Linked DNA regions of Mus musculus: all the other regions are linked to region 1. The links are chromatin contacts, called in public Hi-C, HiChIP or PLAC-seq and promoter capture Hi-C maps. All regions are on one chromosome and are shown on one strand. Each heading gives the region's core, a stretch centred on a gene start, on an enhancer-like site or on the middle of the called end of the contact. The rest is flanking DNA. Distances are from core to core; before and after follow the strand shown. Region 1 holds the start of Fmnl1 (formin-like 1). Region 2 holds the start of Kif18b (kinesin family member 18B). Region 3 overlaps Plekhm1 (pleckstrin homology domain containing, family M (with RUN domain) member 1). Region 4 holds the start of C1ql1 (complement component 1, q subcomponent-like 1).

The links. Promoter capture Hi-C pulls out the DNA fragments that hold promoters and counts their contacts. Hi-C and Micro-C count contacts between places; a contact is called where the count stands out from the background. HiChIP or PLAC-seq counts read pairs in DNA pulled down with a chosen protein or histone mark.
Region 2: a contact with region 1 is called in a promoter capture Hi-C map of pre-B cells, with 2.5 times the contacts expected there. The contact joins the promoter of Kif18b here to the promoter of Fmnl1 in region 1. A contact is called at or near these places in 2 of 39 promoter capture datasets (the 3T3-L1 cell line and pre-B cells), 3 of 484 Hi-C or Micro-C datasets (B cells, CD4 T cells and regulatory T cells) and 9 of 115 datasets of contacts at active chromatin or transcription factors (the SCID.adh cell line, effector CD8 T cells, embryonic stem cells and 4 more).
Region 3: a Hi-C map of cortical neurons shows a contact between it and region 1, with 3 times the contacts expected there. The contact joins the enhancer-like site here to the promoter of Fmnl1 in region 1. A contact is called at or near these places in 5 of 39 promoter capture datasets (the C10 cell line, the HPC-7 cell line, HPC-7-derived erythroid cells and 2 more), 1 of 15 datasets of contacts at CTCF or cohesin (the NIH/3T3 cell line), 5 of 484 Hi-C or Micro-C datasets (the AML12 cell line, the N1E-115 cell line, cortical neurons and 1 more), 6 of 115 datasets of contacts at active chromatin or transcription factors (the 230-238 cell line, T-cell acute lymphoblastic leukemia, effector CD8 T cells and 3 more) and 2 of 9 other capture datasets (adipose tissue and liver).
Region 4: an H3K4me3 HiChIP or PLAC-seq map of embryonic stem cells shows a contact between it and region 1, with 43 read pairs. The contact joins the promoter of C1ql1 here to the promoter of Fmnl1 in region 1. A contact is called at or near these places in 2 of 484 Hi-C or Micro-C datasets (both in embryonic stem cells), 4 of 115 datasets of contacts at active chromatin or transcription factors (embryonic stem cells and pancreatic cancer cells) and 1 of 9 other capture datasets (adipose tissue).

What each region holds. Positions count from the first base shown.
Region 1 is chr11:103,169,704-103,172,513 of GRCm38.p6, reverse strand. Fmnl1 (formin-like 1) reads right to left here and starts at 1,376. Exons shown (of 26, transcript NM_001077698.1): 1 at 1,073-1,376. The coding sequence starts at 1,201. It overlaps Gm51919 (a long non-coding RNA gene), which reads left to right and starts at 1,938. Exons shown (of 3, transcript XR_003949776.1): 1 at 1,938-2,360.
Region 2 is chr11:102,923,697-102,926,601 of GRCm38.p6, reverse strand. It overlaps Kif18b (kinesin family member 18B), which reads left to right and starts at 1,478. Exons shown (of 16, transcript NM_197959.2): 1 at 1,478-1,619.
Region 3 is chr11:103,380,402-103,383,415 of GRCm38.p6, reverse strand. All of the region lies in intron 5 of Plekhm1 (pleckstrin homology domain containing, family M (with RUN domain) member 1), which reads left to right. Among named protein-coding and RNA genes, the nearest start is that of Arhgap27, 18 kb to the right of the region's middle. Within about 2 kb of position 1,300, at least 235 of the 459 cell types and tissues checked have an H3K27ac peak or open chromatin away from gene starts, as enhancers often do. A contact at or near this core is called in the 230-238 cell line, the AML12 cell line, the HPC-7 cell line and 9 more, where this site is marked.
Region 4 is chr11:102,945,452-102,948,158 of GRCm38.p6, reverse strand. C1ql1 (complement component 1, q subcomponent-like 1) reads left to right here and starts at 1,443. Exons shown (of 2, transcript NM_011795.3): 1 at 1,443-2,294. The coding sequence starts at 1,698.

The sequences.
Region 1 (2,810 bases), core at 127-2,626:
TGCATCCAGAGTGAGCCTCCTCTGGACTCCCATCCTCAGACCTGCAACATCAGCCTACTGAGACTGGAAAATGCCTCTAGGAAACAGCCCAGCCTTCCCCACTGTCACCCGGTGTCCAGCCAGGGATGCCTAACAGGGATGCCACTGGGCAGCCACCTACAGAAGACAGCAGGAAAGAGTGCTGGGGTGAAGAGGAGGAAGTGAAAAAGACTGGCCTTTCCCCTCCCCTACTTCTGCCTCCCAATGCCTGCACAGCCCACCCTATCAGAAACACTTTGAACCACTTAACTCCATGCTCAGAGTTGATGAGTTGATGGCTCCCTCCCAGAGGCCCAGACTTCAGCTGCTACTCCATCCTAACCCACCCTTGCCTGCCCCAGTTTCCCAAGCAAGTGACAGCCAAGAGGGAGGGGAGCCTTCCAGATTTCTGTTCCACTCCAAGCCAGAATGACCAGCCTATCCTGGCCCCACCCTTCCTAAGCTTACTCCTTTCAGTGGTTGGGGGTGGTCCATGATGAGGGAATGACTGCAAACACCCATTCCGGGACATGGTGGGGGTGATAAATACAAGTGGAGGGTCTAAGAGTCCAACTCCTACGCCAGACACCAGAACAACCCAGGACTGAAGGCTCCACTAGGTCTACAGCTTCCAGAAGGTTAAATTATAACCCCTTTCCTCTTTGACCCTGAGACGCAGAAGGGCAAAGCGCTCCAGACTTGCACCCAGCCGCTGGGCCTGCGTGCAGTGGAAAAGTGGGCGCCAGCCCCCTCCCACCTGGGGCGCGTTTGGAACTCAACCTTATGAGACATTTTTGACACCTTTAGAACTAGGAGCATAGGAAGGGGGTCGATGGGGGGGTCTCTTAAGAAAGCTTCCTGGAGGGGGCTAAAGAAAGTTTCTTGGGGGGGGGGGTGCCAAGTCACTCTGAAAGATGACAGTGTTACTCCTACCCCTCTGGAGGGACAGCAGGTGGACCAGGGATCTCCAAGCCGCACCTGAGTCCCAAGAGGCGGGGACGCATGCGGAGCCCCTGTCATCCCTGGCTCCTGGTGCGCATCAGGTCACACTCACCAAGACCCGCGTGAACCTCTCCTCCAGCTCCCCGGCCGCCGGCATTGGTTGCTTGGGGACGGCTGGCTGCTTCGGGGGCGACGCGGTGGGGCCCGCGGGCTGTTCGGCGCTGCCAGCCGCGTTGCCCATGGTGGTCCCCACCCAGCCGGCCAGGCGCCTCCAGCCTCGGAGATCCAGTTTTCCCTGGGGGTCGCGGACTAGGCTCCGGGAGCCTGGAAGCGAAGGGCAGCGCTGTGTGGCGAGGCTTGGCTAGGTGGCTCTCGGCTCAGCGGCGTGCAGGGGCCGGGGCGCGGCGTCCCATCGCGGCGGCCCCGTCCGAGGGAGCGGGCGGCGACCGAGGCTCGGGGAGGAAGTAGGGTTGCAGGCGGCCGGGGCCAGAGGGCTGGGCCGGGGGCAGGAAGCTGCGGCGCGGGCTCCCCCCTCGGCGATTTTCGAACTTCTGCTGCCGCTCCCGGTGCGCGCAAACCGCAGTTCTCCGCCGCGCACCCGGCCCCAGGGGGGCGGGCTGCAGGGAGGGGGCGGGCGCGGGCGACGGCCGGGGGTCCTCCGCAGCCATGGCGCGCCGGCTGGGGGCTGCCGAGCAGTGCACCTGCGGCGGAGGGGGCGGCCGCCGATGCACCTGCCCGAGCCGGAGCCGACCCAGGCGAGGCCGAGAACACAGCGGCGCGCTCGCCCGGCGCCTCCGGGTCCTAGAACCGCAGCTCTCCACCCTAAGCCCGGCAGTAGGGGGGTCCCTAGGCCCGAGCCTGGAGGAGGCAGACCCCCGGGCGGAAGATTGTCCAACCAATCCGCGCGCGCCTTAGAAACCTAAGGTGGCGCTGAGGTGCGGTTGGTGGGCGTAATTGCTGCTGGGGGTCCCCCTTTGGGGTCCCCAACTAAGAAGATGGGAACCCCCTTCCAGGCCCCCCACCTCTGTGTCTCTCCTCCGTTGGGCCCAGAGATGATCTGAGGACCAGAGGGAATTATCTGCAAACAGGTTGGAGGACAATGACATAGGTCAATTGAGACCTGACCAGATGTGACTGTGCCAGCATCTTCAGCAGTTTTAGACTGGGGGCACTCGTGGAAAAATGAGGTTGGCGAACCTGGAGATCACTGTGGTGGTGCCAAGGAGAAGTAGGGCACTAAGAAGGGTTAAAGGCAGCTGCTAGGCTGGGGGAGGAACAGGCACCTCAGATGGGTGGAAAATCTTGACACTGTCACCATGAGGGACCTAGGCTGGCTGAAGAATGACAATCTTGGCTATCTGATAGTTACAGAAAGATTTCTGTGATAGTGACCAGCAAAGGTAGGTATGGATGTCCTTGTTTCTGTAACGGTAACAAGGGGCCTTTCCGTAGCTGTAGCAAGGGGTCTTGTCCAAGGCCACACAGATAATTAGGGCAGAAACGAGCCTCTCTGTTCATATCCAAAAATCTATAGCCTCGGACTCTTCTTATTTAGGGTAGGAGAGTGGAGAAGGGGTAGGCCTTCATAACCGGGGCTCGAACTCCATCCTGAATTAACACCTCTAATTCTCCCACTTAATCTGTGGGGCTCTTGAGTCAGCCCCTCCCTGTTCTGCCAGTCCATGGGGTGAGGTGCCCTACACTGAGGGAGCCTTGAACTTTCTCTGTGCCAGCCCAGGGGCTCTAAATGGCTACTCTAGGTCATTCCCACCTCTCTAGTTCATACTCAAAGCCACTGACAAAGGATTCAGCAGGAACTGGGAAATTAATTATCTAATTATGAGGAAAAC
Region 2 (2,905 bases), core at 229-2,728, 250 kb after region 1:
TCAACTCACTATACCCAGCATGTTTTAACTATACCCTGTATCATCTTATGTTATTATTAGTTATTAATTCTCTTCTCCCCCACCTCTGTCCCTTTTCAGGAACTCCCTATAGTTCAGGCTGATCTAGTATTTACCATGTACATGAAGCTGGCTTTGAACTTGTAACATTTTCCCTCTCCTGCCTTGGCATGTATCACAATCCCCACCTGTGATAAATATCTAAGTTTTTCCTATAGACTGGGAGCTCTGTATATCACATATCACTGTAACCTCTGAACCTGTCATAACAATCGTTGAATGAATCTGAGAACACCTAGTGCCATTTTATTGAACATCTACAAGGTGCGTTATTCACATTACGTTTTTTTTTTTTTTTTTAATTTTTACTTATGGGGATTTAGCTCAGTGGTAAAGAAAAGGCCTTGGGGGCTAGAGAGATGGCTCAGCGGTTAAGAGCACTGACTGCTCTTCCAGAGGTCCTGAGTTCAATTCCCAGCAACCACATAGTAGCTCACGACCATCTGTAATGCTCTCTTATGGTGTGTCTGAAGAGAGCAACAGTGTACTCATATACATTAAAAAATAAATAAATAAAATGAAAGACCAAGCAAACTTCACTCACTCAAAAGAAAAGGCCTTGGGTTTGGTTCTCAGCTTGGGGTGTGTGTGTGTGTGGGGACGTTTAGGGCGCAAAAAAACAAAACAAAACAAAAACAAAAACAAAAAAACCAGATTTACAGTAAGCGAGGAGGGAACTTCTTTACCAGGAAGCTATCATTAAACAACTGTTCCTTTTGGAGACGGAGAAGGCAAGAGTATTCAGTGTTCTTGTATCTTTGTACTAACCCTAACTTCATGTAATTTTGTTGTTTTTGTCCTCACTAAACTAAGTGTGGTGAATAAATAATTTGAGTCAAGTTATCCAGTATTAAATGACTCTACTAGCTTGTTCACAGTTGTGGTGAAAGAAACCCTACAGTAACCTTTACATGCCCCAGACTTGCTCACAACGCCACCATGAGGACAGTTTACTTGAGAGAGAGATCGAGTAAAGTTCTCATGTAGCTCAGGCTGGCCTGGAACGCTCTACCTGGAGGGTGGCTGGTTTCGAACTCAAATAGATCCGCCAGCCTTTGCCTTCTGCGTGATGGGATTAAAGGCACGAGCCACTCTGAATTGGAGGGTGCCTATTTAAGCCACAAAAGCAGGTTTTAAATTCTGTCGAATGTGTGGTCGCTGTAACCGCTGCTGAACTCAGCCCACAGACCACAGAGACGGGGCAGGCCCCCTGGTTACACTGCTAGAGACTCGATTCTGGTGGCAATTCCGCTCCGTCCGGTTTGATTTGGCCAAAGAAACCCAAGGCGCGCAAGAGAACTAGTGCGCAAGCGCACCCCCGGCTGTCTTTGTTACTTAGGAAACAGCCAATCAGCGAGCCGGGCGGTGACCAATGAGAAGCGCGGATGAGCGGACCGGCTAGTTTGAACGCGCCGCGCCGGAAGAAGGTTGGTTCGGTGGAATCGGGTGTGGGGGAGCTCTCTCCTGAATCCGAGGGCTCCTGTCCGAGGCGGAGGGACGCGTAAGCGACCCCCGACACCAGCACCGGGAACCGACGAGAGGTAGGCTTTGGTCGACGGTGGGGCGGCCCCGCGGGCTCGGTGCAGAGCTGTCGTTTGCGCGGGCTCGCTGCAGTTGTCTGGAACCCGAATCAGCACTTGTTTGGGCAGGTCAGGGACGAGTAGGAGGGCACTTCCTTTACACCGAGAATGCAGCCGATCGTGATCTCTGCGTCCCACGGTCCGGGGCCCATATTAAGTCCTCTCATGTATACCCGGTCCTTTGAAAGGTGCACCCGGCTCCGTAGCAGCTACCCCTCCTCGTGTGGGAGGTGGAATTGGGTCTTTCTACAGGTCAGAATTGGAGATCTGGGACGCCCGGCAGGAGAGAATGGGAGAACCACTCCGCTCCTCTTGTCAGAGCTGATTACGCGGCTGTGTGTGTACCGAGGGAGGCAGCTTGGTTACTGGGACACTCCTAAACACTGGCGAGCATGAAAGAAAACCAGGCCTCTATTAGTACCAGGATGATCGAGTCTTTTAGCCTTGGACATTTGAGCTACTGTGACAAGTACAAGGTAGAGCCTGTTTTGTGCCAAAGAACTTAAAATACTGGTTTGTGTTGGTTTTGGTGGTTCAGTGCATCATAGGGAAATGATGTATCATATAACTTTACCAGCGGTGTCTAATATTTGTTGGGCACTTAAAAACCGAATGCCATTCAAGCTTAACACAAACCTGGTGAGACAGATAATTAAAAAATATTACAATTTGCATGTTGAGAAACGGAGGCACAGAGTGTAGTTAAGCTTGACTTGGGAGGACATATATAATTTTACTTTTGTGGATGAGCTTTTTGTTGTTAACAGCGCTTCCTTCAATGTCCCTATCCTATTTCTTCCATGCCTATTTCATTATGGAACCATGCCCTCTGCCAGTCAGGATTTTAAGGCATCTCATTCTCCATTACTTTGTTTTTATCTAATTTCGCTCCATTTGTACCTTTTTTTCTCTCATGGTCTAGAGATCAAACCTAGCCCTAATACCTTTTTTTTAAAAAAAAGTATAGAAGCATCATATTATTAGAGACATTTGCAAAGCTTTTCTCTTATCTAGTGACACAGCAACTGAAATTATCATAATATTGTATAAACTATATTCTCTCTCCACAAACAGTTAAGTTATAAATACAAACTAGGCATAGTAAAATAATCCCAGCCCCTGAGAGAGAGGCAGAGGAGAAGAGTCTCTGAGTTTAAGGCCAGTTGTATTGAGACTCTTTCAAAACACCACACACACACACACACACACACACACACACACACAAATACAAATGAAAAATTGAATTC
Region 3 (3,014 bases), core at 51-2,550, 210 kb before region 1:
ATACGTGGGAGGGTGGCAGAAAGAGGCAAGAGAAAGGGGAAAAGGGTGATCCTGCAAGTGCGGAGATCCATTATTGCAGGAGTATTCTTTCTCTACCTCCTCTGTGAGGCAGATACACCCTCGGTGCTCTCTCACTGGAACCGTCCCTCCCACCCCCAAACACACACACACACACACACACACACACACACACACACACACACACACACACACACACTGCTTCTCATTGTTTCTCACAGAGCCTTTCTCTAGAGTCATCCCCCAATGGCTGGTGTGAGGTCAGTGGACTCTGAACATTTCTTACTAGTCTTCTCTTCAGTGGAAAGAGAAGCAAGTCTCCCTTAATGTAAATCCACAGTTTTCTTCATCCCACCAGGTCCTTCCACCCACCTCTGTTGTTTTACATTGAAGACACTTGGACAGCCAGAAGTTAGTCCCTTGGACTGGCAAGATAGCTCAAGGAGTCAAAATACATGACATATAAGTCTAGTGACCTGAGTTCAATCACTGGAACCCAAATACGATAGAGAGAACTGACTCCAGAGTTGCTCACATACTTGTGCCTGAACATTCACACAAACTACCTAGTAGTGATGAAAATAGTCTGTGTTTTATGACTCAATGCTGAGCATTTTTGCTTGACATTATCGAGGAAAATGATCATTCAGACTTATAGGATGGGGGTGAGCAGAGACTATCACTGAATAGGGTGATAAGATGTCTGGGTGATGAGGGGATCTGAGTTGGGGCTTGTAAAGAAGCTTTCAGGTGGTGACTGGTGGATCCTCAAGAGCAGTGTCCTCTCCTACCAGGGCTTATACAGGGCAGGGTCACCAGGTATGTGTGAAGTCACCAGGATGGCCAAGTGGCTCCTGGGAGCTATTTCTCACACCCATTTTCCTCAGGGAATCATCTGGGGCTTGGTGACCCAGACAGGCTTTGTTTAGACCAGTGTTGCATGGTCCCTAGCAGCCACCCTGCCTGACACATCATCCTGTCCCGAGTAGAAGGAAGCACATGCCAACTCTGAAAGTCACATGCAGAGGCCCTGGGAGCCCAGATCTGTATACCTATACCTGAATCAGAACTTGTCTCTCTTGGCTTCAGGAGTCTAAACTGTCTAAACCAACCCCTTTGTCACACAGCCGTAGCCAGAACCCTCCTCCCTGTCTGTATCAGCAGGGAGGGCAGTCTTGATTTAGGGGTTGAAAATAGCAATGTCAGAGCTAGATTGGTAGCACTTGCCAGAGCAATGGGGCGGGTCCTGCCTGTGTGACTCATTTCCTTTGTATAGACAGCCACTTAGTGTAGCCAGCCAACTTCCTTGCCTCTGCTCTCTTCCATGTCTAGGCATAGAAAGGCAGAGAGAGCTTAGAACGGTGAAGAATAGGAACTAAACGATATTCTCATAGGCCTTCTGACTCCAGACCTCCCCAACTTCCCCTGTCAGGGAGCAGGATCTACTACTGGGGCTTCAAGGACCTGCTCAATGTGGGGAACAGAATTAGAAGCAATAATTTAGGTCTAAGCTCACACACCACACCTCCCTTACCCCATATCTCCAAGGCCACAGAGCCCGAAGTGCTGAGACACTTGTATTTCCACTTGCAAGAGAATCAAGTTGCACGCCCTCCTTACACCTTACATAGAAGCTGACTCAAAATGGGTCACAGAGATGTAAGCGCTAATAAGGCTCTTAGTAAAAAACGTGGGAGTAAATCTTGGTGACATTGGCTTCTGCGGTGGCTTCTGAGATAAGACAACAGGAGCACAAGCAGAAGACAAGCTGGCTAAATTAAGCTTAGGAAGAAAACATCTCAGAGCTCCAGAAGGTACCATTAAGAAGGAAAAAAGAAGAAGCCAGGCATGGTGGCTTGTGCCTGCGTCTCGTGCCTGAGAGTCCAAAGCAGGAGGCTCTTGCAAAGCTGCCCTGGGCTATGTAATGAGCTCTAGACCAACCTTGCCTATAGACATTGTCTCAAAAAGAAAAGGAAGGGAAGAGATAAGTAAAAAAAATAAAAGACAACACATAGAATAAGAGAAGTCATTGGTCAGTCAGATAGCCTGCTAAGGTTCTGGTACCCAGAATCTGCCCAGAACCCTTGTAATTTTTATTGATTTCCTAAGCAGTTATAACAAAGTAGCATAAATCAGATGGCTGGAAACAACAGTTGTGCAGTCCTTGCTAGTACTAGAAGCTGAGTGGAGAGCCAGATGTCGGCAGCAGTGGCTCCTCCAGACAGTGAGGGGTAATTTCTTCTTTCTCTCAGTTCTTAGTATTCTTGGCATAGGCTTGTAGGTTCATCACTCCAGTCCCTCCCTCCAGCATCCCATGCTTCTCTTCCACTTGACACTTTCCTCTGTGTGTGTGTCATCTCCTCTTCCCTTGTTTTGAACCAGGGTCTGTCCTGGAGCTTACTGTGTAGACTAAGCTGCCATAGAACTCACAGAGATCTGCCTGTCTCTGCCTCTAGAATTAAATGTGTGCTCCACTATGTCTGTCTCCTCTTTTTGTAAGTATATCAGTTCAGTTGGATGAAGGGCTCACCCTGCTCCACAACAGGGACATCTGAACTAGTTACTAGGGTTTACTAGTTAGTCAACCCTAACAACAAACCATAAGCCCAAATAAAAATAAAAATCTAAAGAAAAGTACTGATAACTAATACGAAAAGATGTTTTCTTGCCATTAGACATTAAGGAAATGCAAATCAAAACCACAGTGAGACAGCACTTCACAGATGAGCATGGCAGGAAGACTTCATGACAGAGATTGGAGAGGTTAGAAGGAAGCTGCTGGTGAGATGCTCGGCAGGTGTCTACTCAGTCCTGGCCACTGAGATTTAACCTCCAGGGCCCCCATACAGATGGAAGGAGAAACCTGACTAAAGTTGTCCTCTGACCTCCACGGGCATGCCCGCCCTCCCTGCCCCAGTAATAGCAACGCTGTACATTGCTGATGTGAATGTAAAATGGGTAAAGTGGTCTAATTTCATTATAGGTGAGCTGTAATG
Region 4 (2,707 bases), core at 194-2,693, 220 kb after region 1:
TGTAAAACGAGGATAATGGTGGGCTTTATATCTAGATTGATGTAAAGATCAAATGTGACCATACATACAAAGCATCCAACGCAGTTTGTCTTAGCTCCCTCCTCCTTGGTGATGGATGTCATGCTGACCCGGGTTAGTATTTGGAAAGTCCTCTCTGGCAGCGTCCCGCCCACCCCCACTTCTACCATTGGTTATTCTGGCATCTCAGTTTTAGGTAGGGATAATCAGGGAATCAAATGGACAGTGGGAGGTCGGCGGTGGGAGTGTGAACTGGGAGGAGTCTTGCAGGCAAAAAGAATGAGTCTGGAGTGTTGTTGTTTATCGTGGCCAGAGGCCTCAGAAAGACACAGCCCTCCTCCTCGGATAAAGGAGGGTGAAGGAGGAACACAGCTTGAGCTGGGACTCACAGAATATGACAAATATGTTGATGGAAGCAGACACATTTCAGTTTATGCAACCTAAACATTTTCCTGCACTAGAAGAACGTGATGGGGTAAGAGTTAGGGGGGTCCCCTAAGGGGCTAGGAGAGATCAACCCCCCTCTTTCTGGGGAGTGCTAGAAAACGCAGAACCACCTAGGACTGGTTAACACTAAGAGATGACATGGGAGGGGTACTTCATTTTCTCAGGGTCCGTATTTCCCACTTGTCTAGCTAGTAGCTCAGATCAGAAAAGGCCTCATGGAAGAGGCCACAGGTAGAGGCAGCCTAGAAGATATCCCCTGGGGCAGTGGAAAAGAAGGGGCTGAAGACGCTGCCACCTGGGAGAGAATGCCCCTGAAGTAGTTAGAATCAGATAAAAAGTCAGGCTGCTATTAGAATTCAGAGATTCCCTCTGGGCACCCTAAAAGCAAAGGATCCAGACGGGTTATCTGGATGCTAGGCCTGGGTGCCTATGGAACGCCCCTCCCCAGTATTCCTTCCAGGCTTTAGCCCTCATCCTCTTTCTTGTTCTACTCTCTTGTTCCTCACTCTGTAACCCTCCACCCCCTGCAACATCTCTTTGTCCCCTGCAGACAGGGGGCAATGTTGCATCCTTCGACCTCCTGCAGGTGGTGGTCCTTTGCCCCTCTGTCACGATTTTCCTCGGAACTGACCCACGGAACATCTATCTCAATGCCACGCTGAGCTCTCTGCCTCTCCTTGTGGCTCCTCCTTCCGCTTGCCCTTTGGTCCTACTCATTCCTGACTCTAGCCCCTTCCCCATTCTGAGCCTCAATCTCCAGCTCCCTCCGTGATGCCCACCACTCTCATAGCCCCGCCCCTCCCTGCCCCTCCCACCTTGAGGCTTCCGCGGCCCAATTAGGCGCCTGCCCCGCCCGCAGCCCCACCCCTCGCCCTCTCCGAGCCCCGCGGAGCGGGTGGGCGGGGCCCAACGGAGGAGGCAGTGGCCCCAGCCAGGGAAGGCGGGAGGAGCTAGGCGCTAGGCGGGAGGCCGCGTTCAGTCGGGCAGCGCAGCGGGAGGGAAGCACGAGGCCGGAGCCGGCTGCTGGGCTCCGCAGCGCAAGCAGCGCAGCGCGGCGCCCGGGCCCCGGCCCCATGCCCGCAGCCCCGCCGGACCGCCCTTGAGCGCGGGCGTCGCGCCCGCGCCCCTTACCCGCCGGCATCATTGCCCCGACGGCGCGGCCGGGTGGCCCGGCTCTCCCAAGGCTCCGCGCCGGCCGGAAGACCCTGCTGGCTGCCGCCGCGGGCGTGGTGATGCTGCTCGTGCTGGTGGTGCTCATCCCGGTGCTGGTGAGCTCCGGCGGCCCGGACGGCCACTATGAGATGCTGGGCACCTGCCGCATGGTGTGCGACCCCTATCCCGCGCGGGGCCCCGGCGCCGGCGCGCGGTCCGACGGCGGCGACGCTCTGAGCGAGCAGAGCGGTGCGCCTCCGCCCTCCACGCTGGTGCAGGGCCCCCAGGGGAAGCCGGGCCGCACGGGCAAGCCGGGCCCTCCGGGGCCTCCAGGAGACCGGGGCCCTCCAGGTCCTGTGGGGCCGCCTGGGGAGAAGGGTGAACCAGGCAAGCCTGGTCCTCCTGGCCTGCCGGGTTCGGGAGGCAGCGGCGCCATCAGCACGGCCACCTATACCACGGTGCCACGCGTGGCCTTCTACGCCGGCCTCAAGAACCCTCATGAGGGTTACGAGGTGCTCAAGTTTGACGACGTGGTCACCAACCTAGGCAACAACTACGATGCGGCCAGCGGCAAGTTTACATGCAACATTCCTGGCACCTACTTTTTCACCTACCACGTCCTCATGCGCGGCGGCGACGGCACCAGTATGTGGGCAGACCTCTGCAAGAACGGCCAGGTGGGCCATGAGGGGGCGTGGGGCTGACCTGGGGGCAGGGCTCCCAGGGAGCCCCCAGGAGAATGCGTATTGGATCAGAGTCGACAGGCACACCGGGCAGGCGTAGGTGGAGACCCTAAAGCGGCCCCCTTAACTATCATGTGAAGAATGGTTGTAATTAGCGGGCACCCCTGAGTCTTCAACCCTTGGGCTTGAGCTCTTAAGGGAGAGGCTACAGGGCACCCGCGGAGTGGAAATGCGTAAAGATAAATCCAACTAGTCAGATCACAGGGCTCTAGGGCGCACGAACTGGTCCGTAGGGGTTTGGCCCGTGGGAGACTGATTCAGGCTGATTTCTCTTGAGAGCTAAGATTCAAGCTGACGCCGACTGGCTTTAAGGGAACAGCAAGGATGCTCTAGGGCAAGGATAAGGA